Linked DNA regions of Macaca mulatta: region 1 is linked to region 2. The links are chromatin contacts, called in public Hi-C maps. All regions are on one chromosome and are shown on one strand. The core of a region is the stretch at or near the end of the contact, and the rest is flanking DNA. Distances in the headings are between cores, read along the strand shown. Region 1 holds the start of SAMD4B (sterile alpha motif domain containing 4B). Region 2 holds the start of PAK4 (p21 (RAC1) activated kinase 4).

Region 1 (6,518 bases), core at 3,789-6,288, 220 kb before region 2:
TAGCTCTGGACTTTCCAGTAACAAGAGCCAATTAATCCCCCGCTTTTTTCCTTAAACTACTTTGAGTTAAGGTTCTATCACTTTATGTTTTCAGAGTTCTGGCTACGAGTTTTTTTTTTCTTTTTTTTTTTTTTCTTCTAACATTGCAATTACGGGCAAGGCATTGTTCTAAGTACTTTACATGTATTAACTTATTTAATCCTCATAACAATTCTATGAAGTAGAGTATCATTACTTCATTTTTTTTTTTTTTTTTTTTTTTTAGCTGTGGAAACTAAAAGACCAGAGAAGTAACTTGTCCTAGGGCACAAAACTGGTGAGTGGTAACTTGGGACGCAAATCCTGTCCAGACCCAGGGTCTGCATACCTAACAACTACAACCCCATTGCAGCCAAACCTATCTTAACTAAAAATTCAACTTTTTGACCCAAGGCACTACCATCTTGGAATGGACAGTGCCCACAGACCTTCTATTAGTCCCACCTGTCCTTAATCTCATCCTATGCAAAATGAGGATAATGGTAGTTTACCTACCTCATAGGGTTCCTATGAATACCTGTAAAGTGCTTAAACAGTGCCTGGCAGTTAGCAAGCATTCAAAAACCAGTGGTCATTATTATTACTACTCTGTAGGTCACTAAAGTGCAGTTGGCAAATACAATGCAAATAGAGGAAATCTGTCTTCTTTCATCTCTATCTTTTGGGTGAAGAGAAGAGATACCATGCGTGACAGATCAGGAGGCTTTCTTGTCTTTGATCCATTGCTTAAGCTGTTTCCTCTGCCTCTAAGGCACCATGATTGTCCCAACTCCCAGGGAACACTATCCAGCCCAAATACCACCTTTTCTGTGAAGTTTCCAAATAAAGGGCTCCCTCTCACCGCTGAATTTCTACAGCATATAATTTGTACCTCATTTTCTGCTCTGTACATGCCCAAGCCCCCTACTGGTATTATGAGTTCCCTGAAGGCAGTATTTACCCTGGGGTCTCTGTTTCCCCTTCTGGGCCCTAGAGAGAAACAGAATCCCTTGAAAAAAGTTCAGAGCTCTGTGGAGGCCCCAGACTTAGCAGCTGATAGGGGCTGTTAAGAGAAGTCAACCAGGACAGGGTGAGGCAGGTCACCAGGCAAAGGACTTGGGGTAGCTCAGAATCAGGAAACAACACAAAGTAAGTCCCAAAGACAGGAGCAAGTATGGCAGGGGGAAAGGCAAAGGGTGCTGTGTGGAGATAAAAAGGGAGGTGAGAGGAGAGGAGGGGGCAGGGAGAGTGTGCTAAACCTGAATGAGGAGTGAGATCTGAGAAACTTGGAGATTTCTGACCCAATGCAGAAGGAAGAGCTGCTTATTCTCTAGTGATTTCCAGTAACTTATAAAGGGTAGATTCCACCTTGTGGGATTCAAAGAACAAGACACGTCGCGTACTTTCAGAGTTCCTAGTCCAGTAAGGGTGAGTGGGCAAGTACATTAAAAACTACAAGGTTGAAGGTGAGCGGTGTTCTAAGAGGTACAATGGGGGTGGAGGGGTCTGGGCAGTAAGACACAGAATGAAAAGACCTCCTGAGGGTGCCTCAAGGGGAGGATGCCTATGTGGAGAAACGGATGGACAAGAAGAGATGGACATGTGTGTTCAAAGAAGCAGCAATTTAAAGAAGCACCAAAGGCTGGGAGTGGGCTGCAGGGATAGCCAGAAAGAGAAAGCACCGAGGAAGATCTGAAAAGAAACCATTCAAAAGTAGAATGGGAAATAACTGCTCAGAGGATGGAGTAACCTTGTGAAGAAGCCAAGATCCTTTCAAGGTAGGTAAGAAATCTTTCTGGAGGATGGGTACTTTGTAAAGGGGATTCCTGGGAAACAGGAAAATAGCAGTGAGCAGTAGGGCACAGAGGCACACCCTGAGGCATCTTTCAGGGGGTTTTTGTGGGGAAAAGGAAATCCTCTTAAAGGGCACAGGTTCTTTTTTTTTTTTTTTTTTTTTTTTTTTTTGAGACGGAGTCTCGCTCTGTCACCCAGGCTGGAGTGCAGTGGCCGGATCTCAGCTCACTGCAAGCTCCGCCTCCCGGGTTCACGCCATTCTCCGGCCTCAGCCTCCCAAGTAGCTGGGACTACAGGCGCCCGCCACCTCGCCCGGCTAGTTTTTTTTTGTATTTCTTAATAGAGACGGGGTTTCACCGTGTTAGCCAGGATGGTCTCGATCTCCTGACCTCGTGATCCGCCCGTCTCGGCCTCCCAAAGTGCTGGGATTACAGGCTTGAGCCACCGCGCCCGGCTGGCACAGGTTCTTAAACTTGTGTGTGCATCAAAATGACCAGGATTGTTTGTTAAAAACTCTGATTGCTGGGCCCTGCTCCCAGGTTTTCTGATTCAGTAGATCTGAGTAGGACTCAAGAATGTGTATTTCTAACAAATGTGGTTGCTGCTGGGCCAGGAACCACACTTTGAGAACCACTGCTATAGTGGAAGGGATTCTTTGGTGAGGAGGCCCTCAAAGGGGAGAAGGAAGAAGGCTTCTCAAAGGGAAATGGGGAAAATCCTGTCTCTAAGGAGGGTGTTAAGTGTCTCTTGATCTTGAAAGGGAAGAGGGGTCTATGAGGATGGGACCTGAGAAAAATGGTCTGAAAGAAAGGTCTTGGAGCATTGGGATTTCAAGGGGGTGGGGAAAGGTGTCTCTCAAGAATCTTTACAAGGAAACATAGAGGCTCTTGAGTGACGAGTCTGGAGAATGTTGGGGGCCTCTGAAGGGATACTAGGAAAAGGGGGCCCCCTGAGAAAGGTCTCTGAGTTGACTTCAGAGGAAAGAGAATGGGGAAATGAGATGGTGTAAATAGGAATTCTAAAGCGAGGGGGTAAATTTGATAGGGTACTGAATAACGTTTCTTGGGGATGTCAGAAGTGGAATCTGAGGGAAAGTTCTGAGGAAGTCTCAGGAAGCGCTAGGAGTGGGTGGTTGATGGAGGGCAATTTGTAAGAAAATTATCTAAAGAGTGTCTGAGGAAGGTGTGGTCTTCTGAGACTGGTCCTGGAGTGGGATGACAGAGTGATCTTTTTAGGAAAAACTCTTCAGAGATCTCAGTTGAGGAGAAACCTGAGTAAAGTCTCCAAAAGAGTACATGGGGAAGGCGGGGTCTTCTGAGTGTCAGAGGAGTGGGTTTTTCAGAAAGAATTCTAGGACTTTCTCAGAGCAGGAGCTCAGAGGGTTATTTTGGGGGGAAATTAGGTGTGTGTGAGGGTCTTCTTCAGGGGATTCTAGAGGATTTAGGGGACCTGTGTGAGCAAGTTCAGGGAGTGACATCTCCAGAAAAGTCCCTTAGTAAGGCAGAAGTATTGATTCAAGGGGTTCTGGGGGTGTCAGGAAGGTCTTGGAGGGATTTCAAGAACAACATCAGGAGGGTTCCAGGGGTTTGCTGGAGTCTCTAAGCTGTGTGTGTGTGTGTGTGGGGGGGGGGGGTCCTGAAAACCTGCATCTCAGAGGGGTCACCAAGAGAATCTTACGGTCTTACAGGGGTTGTGAGGAGGATCTTTAGAAAATTCCTCTAAAACCGGTCTGCAAGGGGGGATTCTGAAGTGTAAGTGAAGGGGAGTTCTAGGGGATCTGAGAGATAAACCATGAGGAAAGTTTTCAGGATCCTTAAACCATTTTTGGAGCGTGTGATGTGGGGGACTGGAAAATATGTGGAGTATGTAAAAGGGGTTTTGGAAGAAGCTTTTGAAATATGAAATTGAGAGTCCTCTGGAGATTTCAGGCAATCGCTGGAGACTTTAAGAATGAGTGGGGGTGGGGAAGGGGGTCCCGGGGAAGATGGTTGGGCTACCTGAGGGTGATCTCTAGGGCATTTCAGGGTGGTGAGACCAGGGGGAGACAGGAGGCCTCTGGGGGAGACTTTTGGGATCTGTGGAAAGATCCAGAGGGATACGTGAAGGGGGAGTGTGTATTAGAGAAGGTTGCAATATGGTGGGGAGTGGGATGGGGTCTTCCAGGTGAGTTTTCGGGATCTGGGGGCATTTCAGAAAGTCTGTGAGGAAGATTTATTTTGGGGATATGGGAAGGAGATCTTCAGGGAAGATGATCAGGGTTCTTCGGGGGCATTCTGAAGGACTTCTGGGAGGGGGACTCAGAAATGCAGGGGGTATGAGCGGAAAATCTCCAAGGAGGTTTCTGGAATGGGGTAAGTAGGAGGGAAAATTCTTAGGATCTGGGAGGGGGAAGTCGGGGGTGAGCCTGTTGGGCTGTGAGAGGCAGGGCTCTGGGGGAGAGTTCTGGAACGGACAGGGGTCCGGAGGGAGCCTTGGGGAGGTGTGCAGAGCTCGTGAGGAAGGCTCCTGGAGCAGCTATGAGAGCCACGCTGTGGAATGGACGAGGAATGGCCTCCGAGGACTATTTCTGGAGACAGGAGGACGACGGGGGCTTCGGGGCCAAAGAGTGGGGGTCTGCAAGGAAGGCTGCCGAGACCCTCGAAGGGCTCGGGGAGGCGGCTCCACGGGAGAGGTGGGTTCTGCAGGGACCTTTCGGGGCGCACACGGGGGCTCGGCAGGGTTTCCGGGGCTCTCCGAGGAGGATGTGCGTGGGGTCCTGAGGAGGGGCCCCCGGCCCGGCCCTTCGGCAATCCCGAGGGCACGGGGAGGATTTCGGAGAGAAGCTTCTGCCAGGGCCCAGGAGGGAGACTGGGGACGGGCGCGGGGCTTCTCCCGTGGGCCCGACCCCCGAAGCCCGCGCTCCGCACCCGCCCGCCGCCGCCGCCCGCGGTTCGGGGTCCCTGAGGGGGCGGGGCCGCCCGCGCGGCCTGGGTCGCCCTGAGGGGAGCCCCGCGCGCCCTGACCCGCCGCCGCCCCGCGCCGGCCCGGCCCGAGACTCACCGCCTCGGCCTTCGCCACCACCGCCGCCGCTCGGGCCTCCTCAGGCCACCGCTGCCGCCGTCGCCCCCTCTCGGGCCCGCAAGCTCCCCTCCCTCCTCCCGCACCGACCACCGCCGCCGCCGCCGCCGCCGCCGCCGCCGCGCTGCGTCACCGCGCCGTGCGTCACCGCCCCTGGCCCCGCCCCGACGGGGGCCGCCGCGCGCCGGCATTAGCTCACGCCCGGGTGACGAACGGCGCGCCAGCCAACGGGCGGCGAGGGCAGCCCGAAGGGCGGGAGGTGTGAGCCGAGTAAGGCGGGGTCCCGGCGAGGAGAGGAGCGACGGTGGTGGAACGGGACCCAAGAGGCCCGCCCCCTCCTCGGCGGGATTGGTCGGACGTGGGGGTGACGGGCAGTCGGTCAGGCCTGGGGTTTGGGGCTGGGGGGCGGGGAGGGGGCGGGGCGCGCGCGGCGTTGCCTAGGGTAACGGGCCCGGCGGAGCCTGGGATTGGGCCTCCAGGCCCGCAGGGGGCAGGCTCGCGCGCGTCCACCCCAGCTGCCCGGAGCGAAGTCGCAGTTCCCGATTCAGACGTTCCAGTCCTCCTCTTCCCCGCCCCTTGGGTGGCCCGCCCCACCCAACGCTGTCCCCGGTAGGCGTCTGCACTCGGGCTTTGGGGGGCTCGGCTTTCTCATCGCGCTGTTCTGAGCCTGCCGCTTGCTCTCTCCGATGGGAATGGCGAGGCGAGATCTAGCCGTTAGGGTGGGAAGCGAATGCACAGAAAGCGCTCGGGATCAAGGAGGCCGCCAATAAACGGGAGTTGTTGCTATGACTTTGGTTGTGATCTGGGCGTTCCACAAACTGTCTTGGGTCTGGGTGAACTAATCAGAGGGATCTGTGTTCAGAAGGCTCTCGGTGACAGAGATCTGGCTTGTTACAGGCACTCAGAGAGCCAGTCGGGGTCGAGGGTCGAGTTGAAGACAGGGAGGGGTGAGGAACGAGCAGAGGCCAGTTGTTTGGCCACTTGAGAGAGTTTGGACTTGTCCCGAGGGCACTAGGGAGCCCTGAAGGGCTTCAAGCCGGGGAGGATCATGGTGAGTCGGGGGTTTTGGAGAGCTGTCTCTCTGGCTTATACATGGAGGGCGGATTGGAGGGAATGAAACGGGGTCAGGAGTCCAGGAAGACAGCTGGGGGAGGAGTTGGGGAAGAAAGAGGGGGGTTTGCACAAGGGAGGGACTGTGGGGAGGGAAGGAGGTGCAGGTGGGAGGGACGCCCTGGAGGCAGAGCAAACGGGCCCTGAAACTGGCTGGCCATGGAGTGGAAGGGGGAGAAAAGTTTAGAACCAGGCCCTCTGGCCGGGAGATTGGGCCCCAGAGGAGAAGCAGGTTGGGAAGATACTAAGCCCAATGTGGATGCCTAGCAGCGAGGTCCAGGAGGTACACAAACCCCGGGTCTGGAGCTTAAGAGAGAAATTGAGGCTGGAGACCAAGATTTAAGAATCGTCAAAGATGGTAATTGAGGCTGTGGGAGTTAGGGGTCTAGCGCGGGGAGGGTGTGAAGGATCATTGGAGACAGGGAATGAACAGAACTCTGAAACGGAGAGGCAGGATTTGAGCAAAGGAATTGACACTGTCGATGAATATTGAAAAGGGCAGCCAGAGAGAGGAAGACCAGGACAGTGTGGCATAGACG
Region 2 (6,813 bases), core at 941-3,440:
ACCCTCAGGGTCTCGCCCTGAACCTGCACAGGCTACGTGTTGCCCCAGATCCCCAACTCTGCACCCGAGTCCTGACCTCCACTCATGCCAGGGCCTCTGCACACACTGCTCCTCCTGCCTGGTGAGCCCATTCCCAGCCCTCCTCCCCATCCTTCAGAGCCTTCCCAGGGGAAAGGGACTCAGGCTTCAGCCCAGGGTAGGGGCACTCTCCCGGCTCCCTGAAGACGCCCTTGCAAGCCACACCACCGTTTGTAGAGACGTAGCCTCGTGTCACTGGCTTGGGGGCTGGTTCCACTGTGCTCCAACCAGGGGACTGAGTGCCCTCTGAGGCTAGGGGCTCTGCGGGTCTCGTCCGCTGCCACACTCCAGCACCCAGCATACTGCCCAACAGTCAACCCCCAGCAATGTCGCATCCTCTGCAGGCCAGGCAGGGCTTCGTGGGGACCGAGGCAAGGAACCCCACAGAGCAATTCCACCACGCACCCTAATAATTAAGGTAAGGAGGGAGGGAACGGCTGGGCAGATGAGAGAACAAGAGCCTGCAGAAAGTGCGAGCCAGGGTGGTCCCGGGCCAGCTGAGAGTGAGCGACCTGTCAGTGAGAGAGGGCAGGGTGGGGAAAGGATTCCCAGCAGAAGGAACAGGAAGGTCAAAGATCGGGTGGCAGGCATGGGCCTGGGCTGGGGAGAAATGGGCAGAGCCTTAGGAAGTAAGGTGGGCGTGACTGAGGACCACAGCGAGAGCTTAGGGTTTTAAGAACAGTGAACACCCAGCTCTGCCCGCGGTACCACCCAGGGACACCCTCCCCAGTTAGAAGCCCATCCGACTCCCTCACTGGGACTCCAGACCACCCACAAACACTCCACTCCCATAGGCCCACGGGAATCTGCCCTGCCAGATCACCCCTTCCAAGGAAACCAAGCTGACAATCCCATAGGCCCAGGGAGTGGCCCAGCCCTGCCCAGCCCCCTGCTTCCAGGAGAGACCTAATGGCCAGCACCGGACAATGTGGCGACCAGCAGCAGGAGCCCTGGCATCACCCAGGCCCAGCTTCGATTAACTCTGCCTTCAGCAGAAACTTCTGAGCCTCACTTTTCCCGTCTGTAAAATAGGTTCATGTTGAGCAGTCACTTCACAAGATTGCAGCAGGGGTGAAATACGACCAGGCACACAGGGCGTGGAGCACAGTGTGAGCCCTCATTAAACATTAACCGACATTATGATGATTTGAGAGGCGGTCGGCCAGAGCAGGGCTCTGGGCCAGAACCCCAGAGTTAGAATCCCAGCGCACAACTTACGCATCGGGTGACCTTGGGCAAATCACTTAACCACTTAACCTCTTAATACCAGGTTAAGACCCCCTAAGACTGTGGTGAGGACTGAATCAGCTAATACAAGTAAAGCGTTAAAAAAAGGGTCTAGCCCATAGTAAGTGCTTCATGAGTGTTTGCCATTATTATTTGTGGGAGAGTTCCCCCTTCTCCTGCCACCAGGAAGCATCTCCGACCCCGCCCCTGGATGCCCCGCCCCCCCGTCCCCTGCAATACGCCCTCCTTGGGTTTTAATTTTTGACTCTGGGAAACAGCTGCCCCGCTGTCAGATTCTCACCTTTGCACCTTCTAGGCACGCCCCAGCTTTGAACCCCTAAAAGACGCCCCCGAACCTAAAACTCATTCATCTGCTCCGCTGGGGGCAGCTTTAAACCTCCAACCTGGGGCCCCTGGGGCTGAGGCCTCTGACCCTTGTAGAGGCAGCCTCACCTCAAATTATTAACTTGGACCCCATCTTTTTTGAGACTCGCCCAGATCCCCTCGAACGCGCCCCTACTTCGAATTTCAAACTTTGCACTCCCCTTCGCCACGCCCCCTTCGCTGGTTTGACCTCCGACCTCCACTACAACTCCCTCCAGACTGCGTTAACCCCCGACCCCTCGGACGCGACCCTTCCCTCCACCAGTGAACTTTGACCCCAGCGGCCCCGCCCCCCTCCTCGCGGAAACGCCGTCTCTCCGCCAGCGCCCGGCCCACTGCAAGCCCCTGGCCGAACCCCTTATCCTACCGGCTCGGCGCCGCAGTCGCTCGCGGCCTAGCTGCTCGGCCTGGAACTCCGCGCCCTCGCGCCTCCCTCAGCTCGCTTGCGCCGCCGCCACCGCGGATACTGCCGCCGCCATGTTGAATCCCCAACGAACATCCGGGGTTTTCCCCGCTCACCGCCCACCAGTCCCCATAGCAACGAGGCTGACCGGGCAGTGGGCAGGATCAGCGCGGGGGCGGAGTCGGGCGCCTCTCAGGGCCCGCTCCAGCCTCCGATTAGTGCAGAGCGTCCAATCGGAAACCTTCGTGCAGAAAATGCCAAGCGGGGATTGGAAATTTTGGAAAAGGTGCGGGAAGGCTGGCTCCCAGCCCACTGAAGTCCTTAAAGGGGAAATGACTGTTTTCGTGTGATACCGATTTTCTAACTTCCCCCCAGAAGGAGTTTAGGGGCTGGGAGAGAGTAATGAGTTAATAATGGGCAGAAACAGTTCTTAAGCACTTACTAGGAGCCAGGCACCTGGACAAGTGCTTTACTTGCATTTTCTCGCTGCATATACAACCCTGTGGTATAATATCATTAATATCCGTTTTACAGATAAAGAAACTGAGATTCAGAGGGTGAAATAGCTGGCAGAAAGAAGGTAATGAGTTTTGAACGCTGGTCTGTCTGAGCCCGGTAACCTAATACTGTTTGATCTTAAATTTTAAAATACGTTTTTACAAAGTAATTAGTCAAAATATTAGAAACAAACACCAGACATCTTCTTTTTAAAATTTATTTTATTTTATTTGTACTTATTTATTTATCTTGAAACGGAGTTGCCCTCTTGTTGCCCAGTCTGGAGTGCAATAGCTCGATCTCAGCTCACTGCAACTTCTGCCTCCCGGGTTCGAGAGATTCTCCTGCCTCAGCCTCCTGAGTAGCTGGAATTACAGGCGCCCACCACCACGCCCGGATAATTTTTTGTATTTTTAGTAGAGAGAGCGTTTCACCATGTTGGCCCGGCTGGTCTCGAACTCTTGACCTCAGATGATCCACCCGCCTTGGCCTCCCAGAGTGCTGGGATTATAGGCATGAGCCACCGCACCGGCCTTTTTCTTTCATTTTTAGAGAGGGTTTTTCCGTGTTGGCCAGGCTGGTCTCGAACTCCTGGGCTCAAGCTATACTCCCGCCTTGACCTCCCAAAGTGCTGGGATTGCAGGTGTGAGCAAAGGCGCCCCGCCAGACAGCTCTCCTCCTGGATCTTAGTCACTGGACTCTAGCCTTCATGCTGTTCCTGAACTCTGTCAGGTGCGCTCTCACCTCAGTCTTTGCATTGGCTGTTCCTCTGTCGGTTACATACTCTTCCCCCAGGTATCCTTATCTCTCCCTTCCTCCCTTTTTTCAGGGCTTTACACAGATGTCACTTTCTCTGTGAAATAATTCCCTCGCCCACCCTAAGGAAAGCAGCAAACATCCCTCTCATATACTACCAAACCCTGTCTGCTTTTTTCTTATTTCTCGTTGCTAATTGTAGTTATTGCCTGTTGGTGGTCTCCTCTGCTGGAATGTCAGCCCCATGACAACACGGATTTCTGTCTTTGTTCACTGCTGCATTCCCAGCGCCCTGGCACCGTTGACATGTAGATGCTCAGTAAACATTGGTGGAAGGGATGTTTGAATGAGTGGTAATTCCACCCCTTCAGAGATATCAGAGATACTCTTAAATGTTTGGTGCTTCTCCTCTGCCCCAGAACAGCCACATAGTAGGCATTTAATTAATTTCTATTAATGTCTGTGGCAATAATGAATGAATGATTGAACGATGAGTTAATGAATGAATGATTGAATGAGTTAATTTTTCTTTATGTTTACCTACCCTTTTTCTTTTTATTTGTTCATTCTTTTTTTTTTTTCTCTCTCTCTCTCTCTTTTTTTTTTTTTTTTTTTTTAGGTAGGTGTTTTATTCTGTCATTTAGGCGGGGTTGCAGTCTGAAACTCCTGGGCTCAAGTGATCCTTCCACCCCAGCCTCTCAAGTAGCTGGGACTACAGGCATATGCCACCACACTGGCTAATTTATTTTCCCCCTCCTCTCCCGGTCCTTCCCCTCCCCTTCCCGTCCCTCCCCTCCCCTTCCCTTCCCTTCCCTTCCCTTCTTTCAGAATCAGAATCTCACTTTGTCACCCAGGCTGGAGTGCAGTAGCATGATCTTGGCTCACTGCAACCTCCGCCTCTGGGGTTCAAGCAACTCCTGGGTGCCTGCCACCATGCCCGGCTAATTTTTGTATTTTTAGTAGAGATGGGGCTTTCCCATGTTGACCAGAATGGTCTCGAACTCCTGACCTCAAGTGATCTGTCCACCTTGGCCTCCCAAAGTGTTGGATTACAGGCATGAGCCACTGCATCCGGCTTGGCTAATTTCCTTAATTTTTAGTAGAGACAGGATCTCGTTGTGTTGCCCAGGCTGGTCTTGAACTCCTGGCCTCAAACAGTCCTCTCACCTTGGCCTCCCAAAGTGTTGGGATTGCAGGTGTGAGCCACCATGCCTGACCCCTTTTCTCTTTTAACAGAATTGGACATATACATTTGTAAAGAATGTTGTGTCTTTTATTTAATTTATTTTATTTTATTTTTTTTTTTTGAGGCAGAGTTTTGCTCTCCTTGCCCAGGCTGGAGTACAATGGCATGATCTCAGCTCACCACAACCTCCGCCTCTCAGGTACAAGCGATTCTCCCTCCTCAGCCTCCCGAGTAGCTGAGATTACAGGCATGTGCCACCACGTCCAGCTAATTTTGTATTTTCAGTAGAGACGGGGGTTTCTCCATGTTGGTCAGCCTGGTCTCGAACTCCTGACCTCAGGTGATCCTCCCCCCTCGGCCTCCCAGAGTGCTGGAATTTCATGTGTGAGCCACCGCGCCCGGCCTAGAATGTTGTGTCTTTTAAAACACAAGATTGTAAATATCACCAGTGTCTTTCCATGTCATTAAATATTCTTCAAGAAGATTAGTTTTAATGACTGCGTAAGATGCCATCCTATCAATGAACTTGAATTTGTTTAATCACTGTCCTTTTGAACATCTATGCTGTAGTACCTTGCCATTATAAATAACCATCCTCCCTGTCACGCAACATCCAAGCAGCTAAATATTTGTGCCCGTCTCTAATTATTTCCTTGTGCCTGTCTCTAATTATTGTTCCTACTGCAAATGAAACTTCTGGGTCAAGGAGAAGGTCTATTGAGAAGGTCTTCTCAATATCTTTAAGAATTAAGAATAGTAACTGGCTGGGTGCGGTGGCTCCCGCCTGGAATCCCAGCATTTTGGGAGACCGAGGCAGGCAGATCACTTGAGGTCAGGATTTCGAGATCAGCCTGGCCAACCTGGTGAAACCCCCGTCTCTACTAAAAATACAAAAATTAGCTGGATGTGGTGGCACACGTCTGTAATCCCAGCTACTCAGGAGGCTGAGGCAGGAGAATCACTTGAACTTGGGAGTCAGAGGGTACAGTGAGCCAAGGCGGCAGAGGTGGCATCACTGCACTCCAACCTGGGCGACAGAGTGAGTGAGACTCTCTCAAAAAAAAAAATGATAACAGTTCCCATGTTTCAAGCATTTCTGTGCATGAGGAGGCATGGTGCTAAGCCCTGTAATTGTAACAACTAAAGCTGTGAATATTCATCCCTTTTCCAGAGGAGGAAACTGAGGCTTAGAGGAGTAACTTCACTTGCTCAAACTCAAGGACCAAGGGGGCAAACCCAGCTTTGACTCACGGGCACTGTTCTCATTGACTGCCCTCTGCTGCCTCCTCATGGCCTGGGACACACATTGCCAAATTGTGCTATAGGGATCCAACTCACACTCCCAGCAGCCTTCAGAGAAAACGTGCCCTTTAAAGAATCCTTGTCAGCACTGGGTGCGGGGCGCAGTGGCTCACGCCTGTAATCCCAGCACTTTGGGAGGCCGAGGCGGCCGGATCACGAGGTCAAGAGATAGAGACCATCCTGGTCAACTTGGTGAAACCCCGTCTCTACTAAAAATACAAAAATTAGCTAGGCTTGGTGGCGGGCGTCTGTAATCCCAGCTACTCAGGAGCCTGAGGCAGGAGAATTGCTGGAACCCGGAGGTGGAGGTTGCAGTGAGCCAAGATTGCACCACTGCACTCCAGCCTGGCGACAGAGCAAGATCGCATCTCAAAAAAAAAAAAAGAAAGAAGAAGAAGAAGAATCATTGTCAGCATTAAACATTCTTGTTTTTGTACTCTTTTGAAATGCTTGTGTCTTGCAGAATCATTAAAAACAAACAAACAAACAAACAAACAAAAAAAAACAAGACCAGGAGCTGAGATGACAACATCTTGTTTTGGTCATAGTGACAGGAGGAGGGGCAGGTGAAGCCTTTACCTCTTTAACGCCCTGCACAAACTTCAGAGCTTTAGGTTCTAGAACTCATTTTTGGGGAAGTCCCCTTGTAACTTAGTTGGGGATTGCAGTCAGTAGTCAGACTCCTGGAACAATCCCAGGGACAGATCCACCCCAAGGGCTTACTCAGGGTGAGCAATCAGGCCCTGCTACTCCAGGACCCTGGAAGAGGAAAATCAGACTCCAAAAAGCCCCCCTACAGAAGGCTTCCCAGTGGGGGTGTTGAGGAGGTGACCTTGAGGAATGGAAAAAGGCGAGGAGGGTGAAGAGGATTTGGCTTCATAAAAATGATACATTTCAGTACATCAAGGAAAAAGATACATTGCAACGTATGGATGGCAAGCAAAGTTTTCTGTCCTTCATATGTAAAGAGCATCTGCAG

What was found. A called contact is a pair of places that touch in the nucleus more often than the background predicts.
Region 1: a Hi-C map of fetal cortex germinal zone shows a contact between it and region 2, with 4 times the contacts expected there. The contact joins the promoter of SAMD4B here to the promoter of PAK4 in region 2. A contact is called at or near these places in 8 of 14 Hi-C or Micro-C datasets (CD4 T cells, blood, cortical neurons and 4 more).

Annotation. Positions count from the first base shown.
Region 1 is chr19:50,438,032-50,444,549 of T2T-MMU8v2.0, reverse strand. It overlaps SAMD4B (sterile alpha motif domain containing 4B), which reads right to left and starts at 5,038. Exons shown (of 14, transcript XM_015123901.3): 1 at 4,852-5,038. LRFN1 (leucine rich repeat and fibronectin type III domain containing 1) reads left to right here and starts at 4,233. Exons shown (of 5, transcript XM_077982640.1): 1 at 4,233-4,483. All of the region lies in intron 1 of GMFG (glia maturation factor gamma), which reads left to right.
Region 2 is chr19:50,212,153-50,218,965 of T2T-MMU8v2.0, reverse strand. It overlaps PAK4 (p21 (RAC1) activated kinase 4), which reads right to left and starts at 2,190. Exons shown (of 8, transcript XM_077982687.1): 1 at 2,057-2,190. It overlaps LOC144337489 (a long non-coding RNA gene), which reads left to right and starts at 2,311. Exons shown (of 3, transcript XR_013410674.1): 1 at 2,311-2,378; 2 at 2,627-2,672; 3 at 5,704-6,813.